Regions from separate parts of the Macaca mulatta genome. Here region 1 is linked to region 2. A link is a contact called in public Hi-C data. All regions are on one chromosome and are shown on one strand. Each heading gives the region's core, a stretch centred on a gene start, on an enhancer-like site or on the middle of the called end of the contact. The rest is flanking DNA. Distances are from core to core; before and after follow the strand shown.

The links. Hi-C and Micro-C count contacts between places; a contact is called where the count stands out from the background.
Region 1: a contact with region 2 is called in a Hi-C map of liver, with 4 times the contacts expected there. The contact joins the promoter of UQCRC2 here to the promoter of DNAH3 in region 2. A contact is called at or near these places in 4 of 14 Hi-C or Micro-C datasets (cortical neurons, fetal cortex germinal zone, fetal cortical plate and 1 more).

The regions. Positions count from the first base shown.
Region 1 is chr20:21,410,552-21,415,961 of T2T-MMU8v2.0, forward strand. UQCRC2 (ubiquinol-cytochrome c reductase core protein 2) reads left to right here and starts at 1,361. Exons shown (of 14, transcript NM_001261133.1): 1 at 1,361-1,528; 2 at 5,335-5,410. The coding sequence starts at 1,496.
Region 2 is chr20:21,066,578-21,071,968 of T2T-MMU8v2.0, forward strand. DNAH3 (dynein axonemal heavy chain 3) reads right to left here and starts at 1,481. Exons shown (of 65, transcript XM_077986427.1): 1 at 1,230-1,481. It overlaps LDAF1 (lipid droplet assembly factor 1), which reads left to right and starts at 1,786. Exons shown (of 7, transcript XM_077986461.1): 1 at 1,786-1,839; 2 at 4,172-4,365. The coding sequence starts at 4,270.

The DNA.
Region 1 (5,410 bases), core at 111-2,610, 340 kb after region 2:
AAAGTACTTAATGGGCACCATGTACATTATTTGGGTGATGGGTAAACTAAAAGCCCAGACTTCACCATTACTGCAATATATCCACATAACATAACTGTACTTGCGCCCCTTAAATTTATACAAATTTTTAAAAGGAAAAAAATGGAAGTGTTCATCTATGTACCAACTTAAAATCATCTCATGCACCACTAGTGTTAAGTCTACCACACGTGGGGAAACTGTATGGTATGAATTGGGTTGAGGGTGTCCCCAACAGGCACAGAAATTGGGTTGGTGCCAGGTTTTTAATGCCCGGACCTTAAATCGTTAGACAGCCCGAGTCCGTTGTAGGCCTGGAGCAATTCAGACACAAGGCAAAAAGGACATAAATTTGCCTATGCCTTGTAACGTCTACACCACCAGCCTTTCTGAAACTATTGTGCATACGAAATCATCTCAGGATCTTGTAAAAACACCGATTCGGATCCAGTATGGGACCTGGAGTTTATACATTTCTAATCAACTCCCAAATGATATTGATGCTGATACTGTCGGTTTCCCAACGAAGCAACGTAGCAAGGTACGAAACTCTTAAGTCCCTAAAGGGCAGGGACCACGTCTCCCGCGTTAGCACAGTGCCTGGCCCAAGGCACTTTATGGGTTAACACTCGCTGAGGACCGGAGTGAACGCGCCCCCATATCGTCACGTGACTGCCTTTCTCCAACAGCCGGTTTCGGCTCACATAACACACCTACTGTCCAAAACATTTCTATTTTTCTCACACAAAAACTACAGTTAAGTTTTTATATTCTATGTAGCCCCAGCCTAGGACGTAAGATCCACGAGACCAGAGACCTTGTGATGATTCCCCCAGGTTGCTGACCCTCCCGGTGTGTCCCGGGCCTGCTCTGGGGGACACAGCGGCGAATATGCTGAACAAGGCCCCTGTTTCACGGAGCTAAAGATCCAGTAAGGACTTCACCCAGCAAGAGGCAACTACGCTGGGCTTCGATGCCCAGTACCTCTGCAGAAAGGCGGAATGGCAGGAGTCTCCTAAAGTCCCCAATGTCCAAGGACGCGGAAACCCAGGGCCCCCAGTGCAGGTGTCAGTCCGAGGGGCGCCTGCGCAGTCCCAAGAGAGGCGCGTCCCATTGGACAATCCCGAGCGGAAGAGCCCAAGGTAGCGGGGGGAGTTGTGACGGGCCGCTGCAGACGTACTTAGAAAAGGGGTGCATACTGGGTATTCAGGCCAGGAGAAGAACGCAATAAGCAGTGACGTACATTATCTTCTGCATATTTACTTGGGAAATTGTGTGTCTCCCTATTCTGAGTCTTGGAGGAATTGGACTGGTCCAACCTTCTGCAGGGAGCAGTAGAGCGCGGCAGTATAGAGAGTACCCCTCACGAAGGGGACGTGGGAAAGAGGTGGCGGGGAACGCTGGGAAACTCGCGGCCTGCGCCACCATCTTGCTTTCCTTAATCTGGTAGGACCGTGTGTCAGAACAATCTTGAATCATGAAGCTACTAACCAGAGCCGGGTCCTTCTCGGTGAGCTCAAGTGGTGGGTTTGGGGAAGGGCTGGGGAGCAGTGTGTCGGCAAGGTGATACGAGGCGGAGGTGTCTGGTCTGGGGTCTGGGCCTTGGGATTCGGTCTGCCCTTCAGCTGAACCCTGCGGGCCAAGTGGGCTGCAGACTGGGTCAGGCTTTGGAGGCCCAGCTCATTCTGTGAGCAGAAGAGACCTAACACCGGGAAACCTGAAGAGAGGGGCAGGACGTGAGAGCGGAGTTGAAGCGACTCCCTGGAGAGACTTATGAAGGTCATTCCGGCACTCAAGTGCTGGAGAACGAGACCGCGAAACCCAGAGGGAGGGGGAGGACGGCACAGCCTTAGCCCCCAACCTTCACTTTATCCGCTGCAGCCTCTGCTCCTTGGTTTATCACGGAGCATCAGTTTCCCCAGCGAATAAAAGCAAAAGAAAGGAGCTCGTGCAGATATAACACTTATCACAGTGCCTGGAACTTCATTCATTGTTAGTTACTACGGTGTCTTAGTAGTCTAACGTTGCTTTTCTTGATCGTATGTTAGACGGTTCCTCCAAGACGTCTCTGTTCTCAGAAGCTCCTTAAGTTTCCCCTTCAAACCTAAATTAAACATAGCTGTCACTTGGGGAAAACTCACACATTAGGGTTATATCACGATGGGGCAGTGGTTATTAAGCGGGGTAAGGGGGAACACTTTTTAAAAAAATATATAGCGAGGGACAGTATGCCCCCAGGGAACCGGTGGCGATGTCTGGAGACGTATTTAGTTGCAACAACTTGTCAAGAGGGTGGTATTGGCATCGAGAGGCCAGGGACGCTGCTGAACTTACCCCTACAACAAAGAATTATCTAGCCCCAAGTGCCAGTAGTAGTACCTGTGTTGAGAAACCCTCCTAAGATGGAGATGCAAAAGACCAGACCTGGGCATGGAATGTTCTTATGCTTTATGTTTACGTGAATGTGCTGTGGACTGTATCAATTTAAGCTGTAACTGCATTAACCTTCCTGGTATACCTAGACACACCAGTGATTACCCTTTGAGGGAAGCATGGTTAGATTGGTAAAAGACCCCAAAATGTCCTTCTCCATTCTATTTTACAATAGAAAAAGCTCAGAGAAAACAGTTGGAGAGGCCCGAAGTAAACAAATTGCAGTAAACTTGAAAGCAGTTATTTATGTTTCTAATTTTAGCATTTTATATAGGAGAATAAGCTTGATATATCTTGTTATTAGAACAAAATAAATTAGTAATTGCATGACAGTTACTAGGATAATTTGCTGATTTGAATGGGACGATTAAGAAGCACGTTTACCGGTCTGGCGCGATGGCTCACACCTGTAATCTTAGCCCTTTGGGAGGCGGAGGCAGGCGAATCAGTTGAGATCAGGAGTTCGATACCAGTCTGGCCAACTTGTTGAAACCCCATCTATACTAAAAATACAAAAAAAAAAAAAAAATTAGCCGGGCGTGGTGGGGGGAGCATCTAATCCCAGCTACTCGGGAGGCTGAGGCAGGAGAATCTCTTGAACCCGGGAGGCAGAGGTTGCGGTGAGCAGAAATCGTGCCACTTGCGCTCTAGGCGACAGAGCGAGACTCCATCTCAAAAAAAAAAAAAAAAAAAAAAAAAAAAAAATATATATATATATATATATATATATATATCCCCAACAAAGTGTCACTATTTGGGCACATTTGGTTGGAAAACACCTAAAGTCTCACTTGGTTGCGGAACTATAGATTATTCATGTTTGAATTGCTATGCCCGTATACCTTAAAGTTTACTTTTTGGAAAATCATAGGTGAAAATTACAAAGAAGGTTAACTATACCATACCCAGCGAACTAAATTGATGATGATAAAGCAAAGCTAATTGTAATTCATAACTGAAAAGCAGTACTAAAAGCAAATGATAACCAGCAGCCAACCTAGTACAGCACTAGTGCTGGATGTACAACAAAGAGCCTTCTGGACAGCACAGAGTGGAGTCCTTGCAGCCTGTGCGGGGATGTCTGGGAAACTCCAGCGACGTGTTCATTGGGTCTTGGGAGCACCAGGTTTTATTCACTCATCATCTCCTCGGATAACCTCATGAACTTTAGTCATAATCAGAATGATTTTTATGGCATCGTATAACATTTGCCCAAACAAACTGAATAAAATGAGTGCATTTTGGGTCCATTATCTAATATTTAATGGGACCCTTTTACCCTACCAGTAACTGCATTTTATATATTGAGAATCCGCCGTGGATGAAGCCATTGTTAATCTAAGGATGACGTACATGTCATAAATGTTTTATTTAGTCAAAAAAGGTAAGACGTTTGGTTGTGTGGTCTTAATGCAGTACATGAGAGTGAAGATACAATGAAAAATATTGAGGACTTGGAGGAAGTTGCTATATACTTTGTCTTTTGTTTTCTTTTCTTTTGTTTTCTTTTCTTTCGAGTTTTGCTCTTGTTGCCCAGGCTGGACTGCAATGGTGCAATCTTGGCTCACTGCAACCTCCGCCTCCCGGGTTTAAGTGATTCTTCTGCCTCAGCCTCCCCAGTAGTTGGGATTACAGGTGTGCGTCACCATGCCCTGCTAATTTTGTGTTTTTAGTAGAGACCGGGTTGCTCCATGTTGGTCAGACTAGTCTCGAACCCCCGACCTCAGGTGACCCGCCCACCTCGGCCTCCCAAAGTGCTGGGATTACAGGTGTGAGCCACCGCGCCCAGCTGCTTTGTCTTTTTAAAGGTTACTAAGACTATTAAGGAGATGAAACCATTTCAATTGGAAAATAGACTGAACGGGTGAGATTCATTGGGCAGATAAAAGAAGCAAGAAGCTGAAACCTATAAAAGGTTGTGGAGGCAGGCTGGGTGTGGTGACTCCCACCTGGAATCCTAGCACTTTGGAAGGCCGAGGTGGGTGGATTGCCTGAGCTACATGGTGAAATGCCGTCTCTACTAAAATACAAAAAATTAGCCAGGTGTGGCAGCATGTGCCTGTAATCCCAGCTACTTGGGAGCTACGACAGGAGAATTGCTTGAATCCGGGTGGCGGACATTGCAATGACCCGAGATTGCGCCCTTGCACTCCAGCCTGGCACACAGAGCATGACTTGGTCTCAAAAAAAAAAAAAAAAAAAACAAAAAGGTTGTGGATGGGGCGATCTGACACTTTTCCAAAAAATGCCAAAGCTTTAGAGCTACAAAGAATGATGAAACTTTTATAAGGTAACTGAAAGTTAAGAAAATACAGCGATTCTTTACATCATAAACAAATAAGCATCAGGAACTCTATAAATCACTAATAAATAGAGGTTTAAGAATAGCTCGGGTAAACTGGTGGGTTAATAAGTTATCCAGCTAGGCGGGGTGCAGTGGCTCATGCCTGTAATCCCAACACTTTGGGAGGCCAAGGCAGGCGGATCACTTAAGATCAGGAGTTCCAGACCAGCTTGGCCAACACAGTGAAACCCCATCTCTACTAAAAAATACAAAAACAAAAACTAGCTGGACATGATGGCACGCACCTGTAGTTCCAGCTACTTGGGAGGCTAAGGCAGGAGAATGGCTTGAACCCAGGAGTTGGAGGTTGCAATGAGCCGAGATTGCACCACTGCACTCCAGCCTTAGCGACAGAGGGACATTCTGTCTCAAAAACAAAACAAAAAAAATGTTATGCAGCTAAATCCTCCCATGGAGGTGGTTATTGCTCCTTTTACCCCTGAACACCCTCTGTTGCTTGGGTACCCTAAGGTACCATGCTTTTATATAAAGCACTGTTCTTGTAAGAAATGTGTGTGACCTGTGTTTTTTGTGTTTAGAGATTTTATTCCCTCAAAGTTGCCCCCAAAGTTAAAGCCACAGCTGCGCCTGCAGGAGCACCGCCACAGCCTCAGG
Region 2 (5,391 bases), core at 231-2,730:
AAGGAAACACACACACACCCCACAAAAAACTGTATTTTCCTGGGTGTGGAACCCAGCATTTTGCAGCTGAACAAAGTGCATGACGCCAGACAAGATTGGCCAAAACTTAAGAATTTAGGGACTCTTGTCTGTCCTATCCCCACTATTAGCTCTTCTTTTCTGCTATTGTGGAAGAATTACAGCAGGATTCTGTGGTTTATCATCATCATCATCATCATCAATCATCACCCCAAGCTATTTCTCTATCCATTAGCCTGATTATTTCCAGAAACATTAGGTGGTAGAGGTAATAATACCAGCAAATATTTTTGAGCCCCTACTCTGTGCCTCAATAGGTGCTAAGTCCTCGACAGCCACTATTGCACCAGTCCTCCTACAACCCTGTGACTGCTTCTTTTTTTTTTTTTTTTTTTTTTTTGAGACAGGGTCTCACTCTGTTGCCCAGGCTGGAGTGCAGTGTCACTGCAAGTTCTACTTCCTGGGTTCAAGTGATTCTTCTGCCTCAGCCTCCCAAGTAGGTGGGATTACAGGTGCGCACCACCATGCCCGGGTAGTTTTTGTATTTTTAGTAGAGATGGGGTTTCACCATGTTGGCCAGGCTGGTCTGGAACTCCTGGCCTCAAGTGATCCACCCACCTCAGCCTCCCAAAGTGCTGGGATTACAGGCGTAAGCCATCATGCCCTGAAGCTTTTTGTTATCTAAAGACATATTCTCCAGGTTGCTATGGCCACAGGTCGGATAACACAAGTCCCCGTCTAGAAAGTGGCTGAGAACTGTGCAACAGCAGACCAAGGGTTGGGCTTATCCCTCTCCCTAAATTATGGTTGAAGCCATGACACAGTAAGTTGCCATCATGCTCTACGGCAGTGGTTCTCAACTTGGGATGATGGGACCTCCCAGGGGACATTTGGCAATATTTTGAGATACAACTGGAGGTTGGGGGGGCAGTGGTCTTGTAATGCCCCAGGGGACATTTGGCAATATTTTGAGACACAACTGGAGGTTGGGGGGCGCGGGGGCCTTGTAACTGGCATCTAATGGGTAGAGGCCAGGATGTTGCTAAACATTCTACAATCCACAGCTCAGAAACACAGAATTATCCCACCCCAAATGTCAATAGCATAATATTCAGAAATCTTACTCTATGGGGCAGATTTGGGGTCAGGGGAAACACGGGTTCCTGCTCCCACTTGGATCCTTGCAAACTGAGGAATTGGGGTTGATTTACCTTGCCTCTCTCAGCCTGGACTTTCTCATGTGTAAAATGGAGATCTAATCCATCTGAAAGGATCTCACTGGCTTATGACATTTGCATTTGAGGAGTCATGGTTAAAAACTTCCAGTCAGGGTGATACTTCATCTCGTGTGTCTTGAGCTCCAGAGACGTTCCAGAGCAGCTGGTTTTAGGGATACGGAAGGGGAAACCCTGAGACCCCTGGAAAACTCGTTCTCAGCTGCCAGTCGGCCTGTCTTGAAGGTGGTCTGAACTTTCTCACTCCAAGCCAGTCGTGTGGGAAGGGACACTCTCTGAGCCTCAGTTTCCTCATCTGTCAACCTCTCCGGGCGTGTCTCCAGTGGCTCCGAAAGCCAGTGGGAGCGAGCGCGCCGGCACAGGCTTGGGCGCGAGACCTTGGCGCGCTTTTGCCGGATCCTTCCGGCCACGGGCGGGGCGAGCCCAGCGGAGCAGAGCCGAGGGGCGGTGCCCGGGCCAAGGGGCGGAGGCAGGCGGCTCTGGCTTCACTCCCGGGACGCTCTTTCCTTCCTCCTCTTGCTCCTCCTCCTGCCTCTCTTCGCTCCGCCTGCAAACGCGGTGGGGGCTGCTCGGCCGCCAAGAGCAGGTGAGAGCTCGGAGCTTGGGGGTGGTGGTCCGGGTGCCCCGGGTGGCTAGACCCCTCTCGCCGGGCGGGGACAGTGGAGGAGCTCGGAGGCGACGGCGTGAGCGCGCAATCGGGGTCCCACGCCCCGTAGCTTTCTGCTCCGGGGTTAGTATAAGGGGCGTCTCCTGCCTGTGAGTCACCGGGACGGGGCTGGGAGCGCACGAGGAGACACGATTCCTCCCCACCCCTCAAAGCACACTCACCCCGCCACCCCCCAACACACACACACTACTAGATTAGGTAAAATGGTAGCTAGCACCACCACACACCGAGACTGTGCCCCTTTCTGGGGAACCTGGGGAAGACGTCGAGGCAAACCGCCCAAGGATTATTGAAAACGGGCGCCCTCCTCGCCATCCAGCCCCTCTTCTCCACCGAGGTCCCCTTCCCCGTCACTGCAGAGAGATCTGCAAGTATCAAAGGGGGCTTCTCTTTGTAATAACAAAGTACTCGACGCCCCTCTGAGTTCCCATTATTCAGCCTCTGTGCCTTCTGGGACGCGGAACCCCTCTCCACCTGCACTTCACTCCTTTCCTCCTCTCCTTGGGTCTCCCTGACTTTTGAAGGCTGAAAGGCTGGGCCCAGATGGGGAGGGGCGGCCAGCGTAAGCTCGTGGCGCCCTGCAGCTCCCATCCCCCAACCAGAGATGTGACCCCTCCTCCCAGCTGGAACTTTCGAGGTAGCCGTTTGCTCCTGGAGATTCGGGGGTGGGAGAGCCAGGAGATTTATTTGGAGCCTTGGAAGGGGAGAGGGTTGGCTGGTGTTGGCCTGGCCCAGTCCCCCAGGCGTGAAGAAGGCGGGGCACTCCTTGGTCCACGCTTTCCCTTCTCGGGAGACACCTGTGTGGCTGGGGAGGCCCCTCCGAGGAGTGAGTGACCAGGGGGTCTGGGAATTGGTGGCCAGGTAGACGCATTTGAAGGCTGTGGCCGATGGCATTCTCCCCACGCACTCTCCCATCGGACTCCCCAAACCGGTCTGGGTGGCACTCGAGGCTCCCAGGCCAAAGGAGACCTGTAGGGAGAACTGGGCTTGTTTCAGCTTGCTGCAGAGATGAGATTACGGGAACTGAGTGCTGGGAACATCCCGAGTTCAAGATCTATGCCAGAGGCAGCTTCAGAGAGAGAATGTGGGGTGGTGGGATTAGTCCCCTCCTCAACTTCCACCTCCAAAGGGTTTCTTGTTTTACACAAGGAAAGTAGCAGAGAATGTCTAGCTGGGATGATTAAAATGCACTTTAATTTGCATAGGAGACCCTATACAGCTTAGTAGTAGATAAAATTACCCCCTGTAACTAATGCAATTAGCATGTGGGATGTTCAATATGATAAATAACTGTGATGATCTCTCAGTTAATTTTGGCCACGCGGGCAGAATCTTTTAAGCATTTGTACTGTAGGTCAGGAGGTCAGTTTAAAAGGAAAAATGGAAAACATATCTGTGTGTCCAGCCAGTTCTGGGAAATATAAAATAAGAATGATTGTTTTTTATATTTGAAAACTCAGCAAGGGTTAAAAAATATATCTAATTTAACCAATTATCTTTATTAAAAATAAGTAAAAATTGTGTGAGATTGGGACACCCCTCAAAATTCCAAGCAGTTTAGTTAGAGTATAATTATTGTGGTGAGGTCTGCCCCCGAGGCGCAGCTCTCCTTAGTGGGGATAGACTTACCCGAAAGTAAATAGATGATGATGTATGGAATGATGGAATTGGGAGCCAACCTGCACAGTAATAAAGAAGAGAAATAGGCCAAGGCTGCTGTTGTACAAGGAAAGCTTTTGAGGGAAAATAAAAGGAAATGAGATTTGAAATAGTGTATTCAGCTTTCTTGCTTTCTGTGTATTTTCAGCATTTTGTCAAGCTAAAAAATAAACATAAGCTGTCAGAAATAATACTGTTAACATTTTATCTTTTTTTTAATTATAAATATCTTTTCACATCACGAAACAGTCACGCTATCATTTTAATGACTGAATTTATAATTCTTTAACCCATTTTCTCCTAATGGAACTACAGTTAGCTCCTTTCCAATGTTTTGCTGGTCATTATATGTTATAAACGGGGAGGAAATGCACGGCCTTTTAGTACATTTTGAGATACCTGTTGGATTATTTCCATCATGTTCCTGGACGATAAATTCCTGGATTGAAGTGTGTGCAATCTGAAATTGTTGTGAATATTGCCAGGTTACCCTCCATCTACATGCCTGCCATCAAGGTATGAGGATGGTAGAAGCTCTCGTCGAACCAGCTGGATGAAGACCACTAACGGCTTTTGTTTCCTCTGGTAACAGCAAGAGACAGGACGACATGAGAGACTGGACCGTGGGCTGCACTGGAGAATTTACCGGTAGGAGAATTCATCCCCAAAGAGATTGAAGTGAGCTTCAGAATGGCAAAAGAGGAGCTCCGGAGTATCTCAAGGAACTTGCAAGAACTGCAGAAGAAGCTGTCTCTGCTGATAGACTCCTTCCAGAATAATTCAAAGGTCAGTTTCCAATCACTGTGTATAATGGAAAATCCCAATATAACACTAGCGTAAACAAGATAGAAAGTTATTTCTTTCTCCAGTAGAAGAAATTTGGAGGTAAGTCAAGAATCTTTCTGGCTTACCACCCTGCCATGTCTATGCTGTGACCTTCAAACTCCTTGTCTGCGATGACTGCAAGAGCATCAGCCATTGTATCCATGTTCCAGGCAACAGGATTTGAGGAGAGGGGGAAAAGAGATGTACAAGCCACCTCCAATTTAAGGAGACTTCCTGGGAGTCACACACAACACTTCCAATTACATCTCTTAAGCCAAAATTGAGTCATTTGCCACTAATGGCAAATGTAGTTCTTTAGCTGGATAAAGAAGTCTGTGCCACAGATACCATCCTTTTTATTTTTTTTCGTTTGTTTGTTTGGTTTTGTTGTGATTTTTGCCCTATCTGTTACCCTGAAAATGAGAGACAAAGCCTACTTCAAGATTTAAGTTCAGTGTTCCACTAGGAATCCAGCTCCAATAGAAATAATGATGTGAGCCACATATGTAATTTAAAATTTTTCTAGTAGTCACATTTAAGAAGTAAAAAGAAATAGGTAAAATTAATTTTGGCTGGGCACGGTGGCTCCCACCTGTGATCCTCACACTTTGGGAGGCTGAGGTGGGTGGATCACTTGAGATCAGAAGTTCGAGACTAGCCTGGCCAACACGGTAAAACCCTGTCTCTATTAAAAATACAAAAATCAGCAGGAGTGATGGTGAGCGCCTGTAGTCCCAGCTACTCAGGAGGCTGAGGCAGGAGAATCACTTGAACCCGGGAGGCAGAGGTTGCAGTGAGCCAAGATTGTGCCACTGCACTCTAGCCTGGGTGACAGAGTGAGACTCCGTCTCCAACAACAACAACAAAAATTATTTTTAATAATGTTTTTATTTAACCTAAGATATCAAAAATATTTCAACATGTAATCATTTATACAAAATTATTAATGAAAAAAGGTTCTTGAGACATTGTACCTTCTTTTTCGTA